Linked DNA regions of Sus scrofa: region 2 is linked to region 1. Evidence: chromatin contacts called from public HiChIP or PLAC-seq data. All regions are on one chromosome and are shown on one strand. The core of a region is the stretch at or near the end of the contact, and the rest is flanking DNA. Distances in the headings are between cores, read along the strand shown.

What was found. HiChIP or PLAC-seq counts read pairs in DNA pulled down with a chosen protein or histone mark.
Region 2: a contact with region 1 is called in an H3K27ac HiChIP or PLAC-seq map of alveolar macrophages. The contact joins the enhancer-like site here to the promoter of PWP2 in region 1. A contact is called at or near these places in 2 of 5 promoter capture datasets (fetal skeletal muscle and skeletal muscle), 6 of 47 Hi-C or Micro-C datasets (embryonic fibroblasts, heart right ventricle, liver and 2 more) and 1 of 2 datasets of contacts at active chromatin or transcription factors (alveolar macrophages).

The regions. Positions count from the first base shown.
Region 1 is chr13:207,012,790-207,016,933 of Sscrofa11.1, reverse strand. PWP2 (periodic tryptophan protein 2 homolog) reads right to left here and starts at 1,887. Exons shown (of 21, transcript XM_021071080.1): 1 at 1,746-1,887; 2 at 304-416. The coding sequence starts at 1,763. It overlaps TRAPPC10 (trafficking protein particle complex subunit 10), which reads right to left. Exons shown (of 23, transcript XM_021071078.1): 23 at 3,822-4,144.
Region 2 is chr13:207,125,811-207,129,954 of Sscrofa11.1, reverse strand. It overlaps DNMT3L (DNA (cytosine-5)-methyltransferase 3-like), which reads left to right. Exons shown (of 15, transcript XM_021071081.1): 10 at 1,381-1,468; 11 at 2,636-2,727. Among named protein-coding and RNA genes, the nearest start is that of ICOSLG, 12 kb to the right of the region's middle. Within about 2 kb of position 2,299, at least 13 of the 83 cell types and tissues checked have an H3K27ac peak or open chromatin away from gene starts, as enhancers often do. A contact at or near this core is called in alveolar macrophages and retroperitoneal adipose tissue, where this site is marked.

The DNA of each region.
Region 1 (4,144 bases), core at 638-3,137:
CGCCCACGGCTGATCCCGGCGAGCACGCTGGCCGGGCGGCCCTCCAGCCCCAGACGTTTCAGCCAAATACACGTCATTTTCTACAATGAAGGCAACGTCAGCGGCCAACACACGGGGTTCGGCGGAGAGACTAGCAGGAAGAAAGCAGGGACCACACCCCCACCGCTGCCTGTCCACGCGCCTGGGCCCCGAGCCCTCTGTTGGGCTGCCTTGGGCAGTCAGAGAGCGGCGAGGCTGCCAAACACCGTGCTTCTGCCTGGAAACTGGAACCGTCGCTGCTGTCGGGGCGTTTAGCATACTTACTTTTTAAGGTCAAACACAGTGACTCTATTTCCCACGGGACTGATGAGGGAATTCCCATCACACGTAAAATTTAAGTTTCCACACCGGTAGACCGTCCCCAGCAAATTGGAAAACTGGCGAGAGAACAAAGCTGTCTCAACACACACAAGATACAACTCCCGGAAAAGGGCTACGTGAGGCCTCTGGTCAAGGAGGTGGTGCAGAAGCAGAGCCCCCGCCCGGGCTCTGACCATCCCCAGGGTCCCTCCAGTCACCCCCGGGGGCACTTCCTGGGTACCTCTGTGGCCCAGCTGAGCACAGAGGAGTGAGCCCAATCCCCAGGGAACCCGAGCCCCCGCTGAGGTGGGTGAGGGGCCCCGAGTGAGGGGAAACCTCCAGAGGGGTGGAGAGAACCCGACCCAAGTGCATGAGAAAAGCTGTGACGGTGGAAGGCACCCCAAGCACATCCCTGGTTCAAGGCTCCCTGAACAGGGTGACCAGCAAGCAGACCAGTCATTCACTCAACCTTCATCCCTGAGCGCTGGCCGGAGACAGCGCAGGGGCAGGTCCCCACCCTCACGTTCCATGCCCCCCAGCCCAGCCACGGAGAGAGCAGGGATGAGGAGGGGGTGGACCCCAGGGGCATGGGAGGGTGGTCAGCGAAGGACCAGAGGGACAAGGACCATCGGGACCCGTAGGCAGGCAGGGCCCGGGAACCCCAAGGAGGCCACAGGGAGGAGCCTGGTCAGCAGAAAAGGTTTTAAGCAGAGGCAAAGCATGAGAGACCCTCGTTTTTGGAAGGCCACGCTGGTTACCATGGGAGCAAGAGGGGATGCGGGCGCCAGCGAGGCTTTGGCGCTGCCCCCCAACACAAGACGATGCTACCGGAATGAGAGACGACACAAGGGACCGGAGCTGGACAGGGGAGGAGCGCTCTGAGCAGGAAGACCAGAGGCGCCCTGGGTGTGGGGCCGAACTGCTGGAGGCCTGCGCCGAGCCAGGGCCAGGCCAGGCCTGGAAGGAGCTGGGGCCCGAAGGAAGATGGAAGAGGAAAGGCAAAGGCCGGAGGCCGCGGCTCTGCGGAGGAACAAGCCCTCAGGGCCGTGGCAGCCGCGCGCGGAGCCGCGCAAACGCCCAGGGCTCCGCAACCACGGGTGGCCCGCTGTGCCGAGCGTCAGGGGACCTGCGGAAGATGCACCCGCCCCCCGCGTCCTCCCAGGGCGCTCGCGGTGGCCTCGGGGCGCCAGGGCTTCTGCCCGGGTTGGCTTCCGCTGTCCGGCTCGGAGCTCAGCCGGACCCTCCCGCAGGCTCCTGCTCCTCCAGCCCGCCGCTCCGTCCCCGTCCGAGGCGCTGCGGCCCCAGCCCGCCCAGGCCCGGCTCTCTGGCCCCACAGGGTAGCCTCGAGCGGCGACCCCACGGGGACCCCCGGCTGAGGACCCCGCAACCCCCCGGCCCGCGCTTACCCGGTAAGCGAACTTCATCTTGGCCGCCACACGTGTGTTGCTTGCAGCCTCTGCCCCCCGCCCTCCGGCCGACAGCAATCACTTCCGGGGCGCGAGCGCAGCTCCGTGCCACTGCGCCCCCGGCGGCCCGGAGGAGCGGCGCCCCAGCCCCTGGCCCCGCCCCGAGGCGTGGCTCCCAGCCCCTGGCTCCGCCCCTGAGGCGTGGCTCTCAGCCCACCCGCCGCGATTCTGGTGGGTCCTCCTTCGCTTGGGCTGGATTCGCCCTGCTGCTGTGACAAACCATTTAGGCAACTTGTAGAGTGAGAAGTGACCCCATGCTTAATTGTTTAAATGCTCCAGCTTATGAAATGGAGATCAAATGAAGTCTCTGAATAAAATGAAAAGTTTTCCGAAGAAAGTTGTCTTAGCGATACTGCCCTGAACTGAAGTCTGGCACCTACCACTGGCCCCTACACAGGGTAAAACATAAGCCACCGCAGCTGTCAACTCACAGCACGAGTGGAGCTCGGGCGGAGACCAGGAGTGAGGCACTCTGTGCTCCGGAAAAACTGGAAGAGCAGGTCTTCAGATAAGTTTTGTTTGCTTTGTTTTTGTTTCTTTTTGTCTTTCCTAGGGCTGCACCCACGGCATATGGAGGTTCCCAGGCTAGGGGTCTAGTCGGAGCAGTAGCCTCGGGCCTACGTCACAGTCACAGCAACTCGGGATCCGAGCTGTGTCTTCGACCCACACCACAGTCAAGCAACACCAGATCCGGGCCACATCTGCGACCTACACCACAGCTCACGGCAACGCCGGATCCTTAACCCACTGAGCAAGGCCAGGGATCAAACCCGCAACCTCCTGGTTCCCAGTCGGATTCGTTAACCACTGCGCCACGACGGGAACTCCCAGATAGTTTTTTTTAAGAGAAGATTTTATGAGCCTAATTCTTGTATCTCCTCTTATCTAGAAAAACACTTCAAGGAAAATCCCTGAGGGTGACTGATGCCTGGGACTGGTCGTCACATTCTGTAAACGTGTGCCAGCAGCAAACTTCTGTAAAACGCTCTGCAGGCACCGCCCCTCTCACCTTTCTGACTTGTATCTGGATATTCCCCCCATCCTTGGAAATACTGCCTCCTGCACTATAGTTGAGTGGACGAAAGATGTTAGGTCATCTGTGAGAACAGCCACTCCCAAAGGTGGGCCAGTGAGCCCTGAGGGAACTCAGGAAAGAAACAAAGAATAATATATCCCCACAGCTGAGGTGCACAGCAAAGGAGGGATTCCAGGAAGCCCAGACCTTCCCACCGTCCCATGGACACTGGGTTTCTGTACATCTTCTTCTGCAGATCTGGTGATCTGTAAACCTTTTTGTTCCGACTCCCTTCCCTCTGCTGCAAAAGCTCACACATCCCAGCTTCCCCCCTCGCCTCCGGGGAGTGGTTTCTCAGGGCTCCCTGAGATGCTGTCTCCCAGGCTTAAGCGCCAATTTCACCCCAAATAAAACTCAACTTTCAGGTTATGCATTTTTTAAGTCGACACTGCTGAATATGACAGACAGCTACCTTGCAAAATTTCAGGATGGCAAACAGGTCTAACAAAAAATCTGAAACCTCTGAAGATTCAAATATCTTAGAGTGAGGGTATTATCTTAGGGTAATAAATTGTGAAAAAAAATCCTCAATGCTCCCCCAAAAGTAAATGATCCTCGTTAGAGTCAGGAACGAGGATTAGAGAAAGAAAATAAAATTATTTATTTATTTTTTTTGGTCTTTTTGCCATTTCTGGGGCCACTCCCGTGGCATATGGAGGTTCCCAGGCTAGGGGTCTAGTCGGAACTGTAGCCACCAGCCTACGCCAGAGCCACAGCAATGCGGGATCCGAGCCGCGTCTTCGACCCACACCACAGCTGACGGCAAGGCCTGATCGTTAACCCACCGAGCAAGGCCAGGGATGGAACCCGCAACCTCCTGGTTCCTAGTTGGATTCATTAACCACTGCGCCACAACGGGAACTCCAGAAAATAAAATTCTTTAAAAATACACACTCAACGTTCACACGCCACAGCAAAAGGATGAAGTTCAAAGCAGCAAGTTTCTTCTTAAAATGTGTATTTTCAGAGGTATAATGCTCATATTTTTAAACAACCTTAATACAATGGTTTTAATCTAACAGTATATTACAGAATAATGTGAAAAATGACTTTCATAGTAAACCATGAAAATGGAGTTAATACCTGCAGTATCAAAGTCGCCAACCTGTCACCTTTCCCAGCCACAGAATCCCAGCAAACTGTATTGACAATGCCTCTGGTCTGAGAGCCGGATGTATAGGATGAGCACATTTAGAGAAAGGGGCGTTTTCATGAAAAATGTAATTTAAAATCACGTAAGATTTATTTTAAAGATCAGTTGACA
Region 2 (4,144 bases), core at 1,050-3,549, 110 kb before region 1:
GGCCAGGAGCCAGGAGCCGGGCAGGAGCTCATCTCAGGGTGTCGAGCTGTGTGTCCCCCACAAAGAAACAGCCCAGGCCTGGTCACGGCTACCTGGGCTCCTCACTGATTGTAAAGACAGGCTCTTTGCAGACGTGACGTAGTTGAGGATCTCAGCTGAGGGAGGTCGTGCTTTTGTGCAGGGCGGTGGCTGAGGAGGAGGAGGGGGAGGCCTGGGGGACTCAGAGGCGGAGGGAGGGTGGCCACGCCGTAGGGAGGGATGGGTGCCGCTCTGGGGCAGCCTGCGGCCCACGCCGGCCAGGGGTTCTTTTCCCTGTGGTTTGTGGCCAGGCCTGTCTGGAGAGTCCCCCATGGCATTGCTGGACCCACCATGGGGGCATCCGGTGGACACCCCGCCCAGCACGCCCTGACACTGGATGGGAACAGGGCACCTGCCCTTCTTGGAGGCTCTTTCACTTGTGGCAGAAACTGTCCATCTCGGTGCAGAAAGGACCCTGGGCCACAAATGGCAGCGGGAGCGGGCGGGGGGGTGAGTTTCATGTCCAAGGGAGGAGTTGATTCTCAGGGCTGCTGTGAATGCCGGCCCAGGGCGGGGTGCAGGCTAGAGAATGCGGGGAGTCAGGACACACATCCCCAAGGGTCCATCAGGGCTGTGCCTGCGCTGGATCTGCCCTGCGCTCCTCATCTCCCGGTGCCTGCGGGCAGCCCAGCACCCCCTGCCCTTCCTCCTGCAGTCCTTGCCTGTGCTGGGCTCCAGCCATCTGCTCCGACTCCAGGCAGCCCCCCTGCTCAAGCTTGGTCTCCCATCTGCAGCTTAATGCTGTGCTCGCTGGAGGCCAGGCACCCTCTCAGTGAACCTCCTGGGGGGCACGGGCTCTGGGGGTGCCCGTTTCACACATGGACCCACAAGATGTCTGCTGGCTCGTGCCCCACGGGGGAGGGCCGCGTTACCCAGGCCTTGCCGGCACCTCCGTTGCACCCAGAGGCCAGCAGCTGGCCTGGGTGGGGTCCTCTGCCGGTCGCCTTCAGAGCCCACACAGGGGACAGGGAGGGCTCAGGTGAGTCCAGGCCTCAGAAACACAGGGAAGGGCTTCCTCTCAGGATAGAATTAGCTTCTGTCCCATCAGGGAAAGCCCCGGCACTGCCAGTCCTGTGCTGGAGATGCCTGGGTGGGGGCAGGGAGGAGGCCCCCAGCCTGGGGGTGGGGGGGCGGTCTTCTGGAGGCCTGGGGGCAGCAGTCAGGGCAGGGCCGCCCCCAGGGCACGGGTGTCTCCCTTCACGGGGAAATGCCTCTGCTGGCCCAGAAGGAACTCTCCTTGTCTCTCATGGGTGCTGTGACCCGGCAGTCATCAGAACACCGTTTTTCGAAAAATCCAAATAGGAGAGTCCCCTTGAGATGTACAAAACTGTGCCTGTGTGGAAGAGAGAGCCCGTCCGCGTGCTGTCCCTTTTTGGGGATATCAAGAAAGGTGAGTCCAGTGACATCCAAGTACCCGCACTGGAAGATGGGGCTGCCTGGAGCGAGACCCACAGGGGACCTGGTGTATGCGTGTTCGTGTGTGTGTGTGTGTGTGTGTGCGCGCGCGCGCGTGCGCACGTGTGCTAGCGTGGAAGGCAAAGGGGGGCTGGGGGCTGACCCCTGTGAAATGAGGGTCATTTTCCGGAGGTGGGGGACTTGGGGGGTTCAGGAGTACCCAGGGCTCATTCCTACAGCCTTGTAAATAAAGTGACAGAATGAGGGCCCTGGGGCCCAGGTTCTCTGCCAAGGGCAGCCGGAGGCCACCACACCTCTGACGCCTCCCTCCGCTCACCTGACCACCTTGCGGCAGCCCCCTTCCCAGGGCTGCCAGCTCCCTCCCCAGTCACCCAGCTGGCCCAGGCTGGTCCCGTGCTGCATTCCAGCCTTGCCTGGGAGTCCGAGCCCTGACAACCCCTCCACCCCCACTGGTGCCTTGGGAAATCCTTTGGATTCCTCTGGGCCCCGCAGGCATCAGAAGAATCCATGGAAAATACTGCTCGGTCTATGTCCCAGGGGCGGGGAGGATGCACCCGGCTCGCGCTGTGCAAGTACCCTGGGTAGTGCGGTCAGGGACCTCCGTCACACCCGAGTTGTGGACCCGGCCCGAGACGCACCATCGGAAGCAGCTTGGCCCTGAAGGCACCCAGGGGTCATGGCCCACGGCCGCCCAGCCTTCCGGGCGCTACCCAGCCATCATCCTTTGTTCAGTGTAGGAGGTCCTTTCTGGGCTGGGCTTCCACCCCTGCCGCCAGCCGTGTCACAGCCTGGCCGAGCGATATCCGTGTGGGCTGCCACCCCCCCGGGGTTTCCTAACCTAGAAAGTGACACTGCAGCCAGGGAGGCCTGGCCTGGCCACGCACCGCTGACTTTCTGAAGTCACCCCTCGGAGAGTTTGGTTGCGTAATAAGTGATAACGCAGCCGATGTCGTCAGTCTTGGTTCCCTGTCACGTCCCTGGAAAGACGAAGGGTGAGTGCGCCGCCACGCGCTAGGGGAGCTCTGTCCCCACACACACAGGGGTCGAAAGACAGGCGTGTTTTCTGATCAAGCGCTGGTCCTTTGGGCCTGCGTGGGGTCACGGCCAGCGGCAGCCCTCCTGGGTCCTCTTTGCTCCCCAGCAGAGCTGATGAGTTTGGGCTTCTTGGAAAACGGTTCTGAGGCGGGAACGCGGAGGCACTTGGACGATGTCACCAACGTGGTGAGAAGGGAGGTGAGTGCCGCTGGTGCCTGCGGGCGGCGAGGCGAAAGCGGGCTGGACGGGTCCTCCAGGGGCGCTGCTGGGACCTGGGGAGGGGCGGGGCAGCCCCCAGCAGGGCCGACGTGGGGGGGGGCGGTCAGGCAGGAGTCGACCCGCAGTGGGAGAGAGGAGAGGGGCAACTGCACGGCCCCCAACTGCCCGGGAGGGCGCTCAGCCCCCTGCCCCCCTAAACAAAGCGCCGAGGGTTTGAAGACATCCTCCGAGTGCTCGGGCTCCTCGAAGCCCACTCCTTCCTGCCGTCCTGGACGGCGGCCTTGGAGGAAGGGCCTGAAAACGCCTCAGCAGCACCCAGCTCCGGCCCGGGCTGTCACTGCAGAAGGGAGAGGGCCGGGGCGCCTCCTCCTGTGGCCTTGGGACCGGAGGGCCCTGGTCCCTCGACCCCACACAGACACAGCCTCTCACCTGGACAGAGGGTCTAAGGGGCCAGAGCGGTGAGGAAAAAGCCAGCGTGGGGGGCCTGCTCTGCCCCTGGGACTGAGTCCGGGGTGGCACCCCCCCACCCCACCCCGAGCCTGAGAAGGCCCCTCCGTCACGCCCCCCGCAAAGCCCAGGACAGTGTCTTTGCGCCCTCTCCCCCCGCTCCCCCGCTGTGCCCTTCAGACGCCCCACCGGGAGCATTTTGGGAGCTCACCCCAGGCCCAGCGGGGGCCTCCCTCGCAGGGAGGAGGTCGGTAGGGGATGGGATGGTGACACGAGGGCCCCCGAGCAGCAGAGATGGGACAGGCCCTGGCTCAGCCGACACCCCATTAATGAGCTTGCGTCCAGCGCCCTCAAGAGCCATGCTGACCACACTCTTTCCCGAGGGCCTGCGAAGCGGGCTTTCCTGCGGTGCTGCCCCTCCTAGAGATGCGGGCCACCTGCTCCCGCATCTGCGGGCCACCTGGCGGCGGTTCGGGGGGATTTCAGGGGCACCCCAGCGGGTTTCCTCCAGGACCCTGCTTCCTTCCCGGCGTTTCCTGGGATCGCCACCTGTCACCTGCATGTAGAGTGTGGGCACACCTTCACCTCCTCTGGTCCCCTTGGTGCCCCCCAACCCCCGTCTAAACACCCTGAGGGACCTGGCTCCCGTCAGCAGCTGAGATAGAGCACAATGGGCAGATGGCCCCAGGAGCACATCTGGGTTGGGGTCATAGGTCCCCGTGACGGGACGTGCTGGGGGCATGAGAGGCTGGGGACTGATGTGGGCTGCAGGCTTCTGGGAAGTGACTTGGGGAGGGTCCCGGGAGGCCAGGGCTGCCCTGGACGAGGTGCTTCACAAAGCCAGAGAGCTGGAGCTCCCACTGTGGCGCTGGGATGCAGGTTCCATCCCTGGCCCGGCACAGTTGGTCAAGGATCTGGCGTTGGTGCAGCTGCAGCTTAGGTGGCAACT